2 separate regions of the Hordeum vulgare genome follow, and region 2 is linked to region 1. A link is a contact called in public Hi-C data. All regions are on one chromosome and are shown on one strand. Each heading gives the region's core, a stretch centred on a gene start, on an enhancer-like site or on the middle of the called end of the contact. The rest is flanking DNA. Distances are from core to core; before and after follow the strand shown. Region 1 has its middle 60 kb from the start of LOC123409306. Region 2 has its middle 8.8 kb from the start of LOC123407404.

Region 1 (3,168 bases), core at 319-2,818:
TTCATAATATGTTCGGTACTCTAAACTATCGCACTGCATTCAAACTACTAGGAAGTTCAGCTCGATTGGTTTGGTTTTACCGGTCACGAGCGGGAAGTCATGAGTTAGATCCCTTGCTGGAGAGGTTATTTTTGGTGATTTTTTTACGTGTTTGAGTCCTGAGCTTCAAACAGGCCAGCCCATCTGCACCTTCCTTGAGCGAAAGCTTCCCTGTTTCATGCTAACCAGTGTCAGACAGGAGATCTCATCGTTCACTATATCACTCGTCGCTATAGATTGTTCTTTCTTTTTCTTTAATTTACACCATTTAGACTTTTATGATTTTATTGATTTCTTAATCTCTCTTTCATTTTCTCTTTTTCCATTTGATTTTTTTCTTGCTCTTTTCAACATAATTGTTCTTCCAGTGTGATTCGCTGTTTTGCGTTGGTTTATTAGGTTTTTCTTTCACCTTTTCTTTTCCTATTTGGTTTACTTTGCCTTTTTTCAGTTTTTCAGTTTTTCATTTACTTCAAATTTATTCCATTGTTTTGCATTTCTTTCCTTTTTTCTATTTTCTTTTTTACTTTCCTTTTTTGATATATTCTTCTGTTTTCATTGATTTTTTTCTTCTTTTCGACCCATCTCTGTTTCCTCATATACAATTCTCTTATACATCATGTTTATAGATAAGTAACTAACATTTTTTAATACATTATTAACTCTTTTCCAAAATATATTTTTTAATGTACTAAAATATATATTTTGATACTTTATTATTTTTTTCTACAGATTATACATTTTTCGCATTCACCAAGATTTTTTTCAAACATATTGTACATTTTAAAATGCATGATTATCATTTAATTTTTGTATATATTTATGCTTGTTAAGACTTTTTCACAATTGTTTAAATTATTTTTAAATATATTTTTATGTCTAATTGGTTTTCACATAGACCTGGAGCATTTCTTATGCTCGTTAAAAAAATTAAACAACTAATTAATATTTTTCTAAATAATTTTTTATGTCTACTTTTTTCTTACATTGTACAGTTTTGATATACGCCTGCAAATTTTCTAAGCACATTAAATATATTTCAAATATATGGTTAATATTTGTTTATACACAAGTTTATGCTTTTAATATTTGTTTCGAGTACATGATTGATATTTCCAAATTCATGTTCAGACTTTGTTTCAGTTATATGAATATTTTTAAAACTATGATAACTATTTTTTTACATTACATTAAATTTTGAAAATACATTCTTAATATTTTTCCAAATATTTTTTATTTCAACTTTTCTGCATAGACATTATACATTTTTTTGTATACAACTGACACAGTTTCCTGTACATATTTATCATTTTTACAAATGCATGATTATTATTTTCTTCAAATATATGTTATGTTTTTTTTTCAAATTTGCGGTTTTTATTTTTATTAAGAAATACAATATAAGAAGAACTAAGCTGCATGCTCCCAAACCCACATGCGCTACTGCTCGCGAGCGGTGGCCCACCTGGTCCATGTACGAGGCAATGCATGCAAGGGCTTCTTCCAACTTCGTGTGAGCCCATAGACGGCCCCGGAGAAATATTTATATCCACCGGATTTAGTAAGTCCAACTCCTATTGAACGGACTATCCAACGCTCACCCCCACAATTGCGTTGGCCGATGTGAGCTTGCTATTACTAATAATGTTTGGATTGCACAGAGTCACAATACCGTCAACACAGAGTAAAGATGATCCATGCCCGAACCAAAACATATTAAACTTAATTTTGATGCAGCATTCATTGAGGAAGAACAAGTACGAGTAGTCCAACATCCCCCTTAGGAATGAGAAAGGTACTTTTGTTGCGGCAAAGTGTTCTTACATTCCATATGCTGCAAATGTGATGAGCACGAAGGCAAGATCAATGAGTGAAGGTCTTAACTTCACTCACCAGTTAGGTTTCTCTAGTGTTGAAGCTGAATGGATTCTCTTAATGTGATTAAATTTTGGACTGGGCAATCAAGATGATGGATACTGCAACGGCTATCTTTGTAGAGTGTATCGTGGTAGCTATGTTAATTTGAGGGGTCACCTTTGGACATTCTTTTTGGTCTGCTAATCAAGCGATGCATGTGCTAACTAATTGTAGCTTTTGTAGTAAGTTTTCATTTGGATGGACACACGAGCCTCTAGACAGTCTGTTCACTAAGCTTTTGGACAATGTAGTTGCTTGTTAATATATACCTAATAATAAAGCATGGGGTGCTTCTACCCGCTCACCGTCGCGACATTTTACAAAAAAGCCTCTGTGTTTTATGAAAATAAACCCGCAATACAAAAATAAGTGAGAAAAAACGACTCAACAATTCGCTTGTCTTCTGGTCGCCCTGCTGGGCTTCACACACGCTACGCACTGCTGCTTGGGCTCCATTCGTAGGCGCTACGTGCTCCTGCCTGTGATTCGTTGGTTTGGTATTTCATAGCATGTTTCAGTTAATAGTCCCATCCTGTTTGTATACATCAAATCCTCCCAACTTATATACATTCACGAGTTACAAAATCTAGAAGCCAACAAGAAGAGGATTAGATATGGTTAATGTGTAGCCAAAGCCAGAGAAATGAAGAAAGGTGGCTGATACAGTAAAAAATTGAGCAAAAAAGAGGAGAGGTAGGCCCCGTCGCCCACGGCAACCCACCTCCACCATGGCCCCGTAGGCCGACTTCACAATAGCACGCCATGATCGAGGGATGGTCGCACAGGGGTACCCAGCGGCCGGCCATGGTGGTTGCGCCCATGAGACGCGCTAACATCACGATGCACGAGGCACGGGCAAGGAGATGCAAGGGGCCGCAGCCAACAACTCGACAGAGCGTCATGTGTGACATCATCGCGATGCACGAGGCATGGGCAAGGAGAGGCAGGGCCGCAACCGGCAAGGTTCGACGGAGCGGTAGCTGCGGGCGACATAGGGAAAGGGAGTCGGGGAGACAGAGATCAAGTGGTTCTCTCCCGTGGCGAGTCGGGGAGATGGGTATTGACTGGGGCTCTCCCTTGGCGGCGCGAGGTGGAGAGGAAGAGGGGGAGCTGTGAATCAAAAGAGTAGAGGGAATCGGGCTAGGTTAGGAGACATAGCAGAGGGTGCGGCTGGGCCTTGGCACGCCGGATGGGCTCTGCACTACTCTGCTC
Region 2 (3,168 bases), core at 211-2,710, 510 kb after region 1:
ACATGCGGTGTTTCATTTTGCTACAACCGGCATGACGTTTTGCTACATCCATCACGGTTGAGTTGCATCTCGGACAACAGAGAGCTTTGACGGTCACCATGGCCAAGCTGGGGAACCATGCTCGCGTCTGTTGTAACCGTTGACAGAAAAAACTTTAACGGTATATGAAAAATGGCCCTGTTTGGATCCTAGGGTTAGAGTTAGATTGGGTTAGAGTTGAGCTATCTAACCCTCAAAAATCCAAACAGGTAGGGTTAGAGTTGGTTAGATGCATCTAACCCACCCAAGAGGTGCTTTTTTGGGTTAGACTTAGGTGGGGATCAAAAAAGAAAGAAAAAAAATTCACATCCAACCGCACAAGATCCCTCCCACTAACCCCGCCCCCGTCGCTCCCTCCCTCCTCACCGCCCCGTCTGCCCCGTCCCAGCCCCGCCCCGCCGCGCCCCGCCAGCCGGCCGCCGCGCCGCGCCCTGCCCCGCCCCAGCCGCCTGCAGCACCGCCCCGCCCCGCCCGCTGGCCGTCGCGCCCTGCCCCGCCCGCCGGCCGTCGCGCCCCGCCCCGCCGGCTGCAGCACCTCGCCCCGCCCGCCGGCCGCTGCGCCCCGCCCCGCCGGCTGCAGCACCCCGCCCCGCCCCGCGGCTGCAGCGCCCCGCCCCGCCCGCCGGCCGCCGCGCCGCGCCCCGTCCCGCCGGCTGCAGCACCGCCGCGCCGCGCCCCGCCGGCTGCAGCACCGCCCCGCCCCGCCCCAGTCGCCGTCTGCAGCACCCCACCCCACGCCGTTCCGCCACAACCACACAACGACCGGTCACACCAAATCCGACACTGAACATGGACAAAAGTAGCCAAATGATTGAGAAAGAGCATTTATTGCCAATCTAACCCTCTCATTCAAACACCTTTTGGGTTAGAGTTAGTTCAGGGTTAGTTGAGGGTTAGAATCTAACTCTAACCTCTAACCCGGTTAGAGTATCCAAACAGGGCCAATGTTTCAACTGTCAAGTGTTTTTGTTAGAATCAACACAAGCACCAAACGGCCACATGACACCACCGGAGCTGCTACCATGGGTCCATCCCCGCCGGAGCTATGGTCATCTTCACCGGAGTTGCAACCGCCACCACCGGAGCTGCGGCCGTCGTCACGGGGAGCTACAACCACAATGGGGCGTGCTGCTGTATACGCGGAGCCAGTGGCAAAGGAAGGAAACGACGGTGGCAAGGCCAGCGACTGGTGGCGGGGACGGCGGAGCGAGGAGGGAAGCAAAGGTCTGCTGCTCTTGCCGGACGCGCTGGCCTCGGGATAGAGTCGGATCGAGTATTTTTCTTTGCTGCTTTGTGTTGACCTATTCAAGAAAAAAAGACGATTTTTAAGAAATATATCAGACGAATACCGCATTCTGAATGTCACCGATCAAAACGATTGGACTGGTGCGTGGATGCAGAGTACTGCCCCCACACCATATGAGTGCATGTGCCTAGCGAGTAGCGACGTGCCAATCAGTCGAGACAAGGCTGGCAGCTTTGAATTGACCAGAATGTCGCTATGCAGACAAACAAAGAAAATGTGACCAGTACGTACGACTAGCAGACGCCAAATGAGGACTAAATTTTGATCATTTTGTCTAGGTTACAGAGTTAGGCTGGCTATAGTGAGGCCTATACCTGGCCAAACGGGCCGATTAAATGGGCCGGTCCGACAGCGCGCGTGCCTGGCACGACACGGACCCGGCCCGGCACGGGTTAATCGGGCTCGGGCCCGGCACGAAGCACGCCTCAGACCGTGCCTGGGTCTGGAGGCTGGACACGCGGACCGGCATAGCACGGCCCGTTTATTTTTTTATATATATTTTCAGATTATATATATATATGCAAGAATATGGTCCAATAGTCTAAAAAATAAGCCCATATGCTTAAAAAAATCAGGCCCAACGTGCTAATCGTGCCTCGGGCCGGCCCGTTTACCTAGCCGTGCCGTGCTTGGGCCTGGCTGCCAGGCACGCGGGCCGGCACGACACGACCCGTATATTAATCGGGCCCAGGCAGGCCGTGTCGTGCCTGGCACGTTTACGGCGGGCCGGGCCGTGCCGGACCGGCCCGTTTGGCCACGTATAGTCAGGACTATTATATAGTAGTATCATACATATGATACTATTGTATGATACTACATCTGTAATGTATAGTATCATAAAGTAGTATCATAGATGACATTATTTATTGACATGCAAAACACATAATATCATTGTATTTAACATGTTACGGTATCTACTATGTTACTCTAAGAGCATGGTTAATAGTATAGCCAACTGCTGGCTATAAGCAGTCTTATAGCCCACTTTATAGTCAGCTTGTACAATAGTTAACTATAAAAGAGTACTACTTTTATCATATATGGCCCACGTTCAATTCTCACAAAGCATCTAGGAGCACATGCTAGAGCTGACTCTTCACAAAGAGCCCGCTTCCCTTCTCTTTCCTCTTCTCTCTCATCCAACTCAGCAGAAATATAGTATTTTAATCTTTACAGCCTGCTAACTGGACCTTATTGTACTTGCTCTAACATTCTCTTTCTTTTTTAATTGTCTGTCACATCAACATGTTTGCTAGTTCCAAGTACATGATACTATCTAAGTTACTCCCACTATGACGAGCCTTAGGACACCAATAAATACATAAGAGCATGGTTAATAATACATCCAACAACGTACACCGTCCCAAGGGCATCTAAAATAGCTAGCTTATATTTGATGGTCTAAACTCCCGAGCCGCCCTCCCAACAGGCCACTAGGCCATTTTTTCACCGGCGGGAAAAAACGGTGCAGTTGTGCCCCCAGGAGCCCGTTTTCGCCGGCTAGGGCCGAAATTGGCCCCGGCGGTCCCAGGCCGAACCCAACACGCTGGGGGGGAGGGTGCGCGGGGGTACCGGCGGAAGGAAAAACGACGCGTCGGACCCCCGTGTCAGGTGGGAATATGGTTCTTCCTCCTTCAAATTTCGCGCCTCGCGCACTACACCTTTCGCCGTCGTGCTGATCCCGGCGCCGCCCACCTATCTAAGGCCGCTACAAAGGCCATCTCGACGCCGGGCCGACTGAAGGCAAAGGAGATGCATCAACTGGAAGGCTAATGCTTGCTCTACACCGACTACTCCGCCGACGCTCCTCTGCACGGCGACAA

Evidence for each region. Hi-C and Micro-C count contacts between places; a contact is called where the count stands out from the background.
Region 2: a contact with region 1 is called in a Hi-C map of leaf, with 4 times the contacts expected there. The contact joins two enhancer-like sites. A contact is called at or near these places in 2 of 6 Hi-C or Micro-C datasets (leaf and seedling).

What each region holds. Positions count from the first base shown.
Region 1 is chr7H:114,314,718-114,317,885 of MorexV3_pseudomolecules_assembly, forward strand. No RefSeq gene overlaps it. Among protein-coding and RNA genes, the nearest start is that of LOC123409306, 60 kb to the right of the region's middle. Within about 2 kb of position 1,569, at least 3 of the 3 cell types and tissues checked have open chromatin away from gene starts, as enhancers often do. A contact at or near this core is called in leaf and seedling, where this site is marked.
Region 2 is chr7H:114,823,346-114,826,513 of MorexV3_pseudomolecules_assembly, forward strand. No RefSeq gene overlaps it. Among protein-coding and RNA genes, the nearest start is that of LOC123407404, 8.8 kb to the left of the region's middle. Within about 2 kb of position 1,461, at least 3 of the 3 cell types and tissues checked have open chromatin away from gene starts, as enhancers often do. A contact at or near this core is called in leaf and seedling, where this site is marked.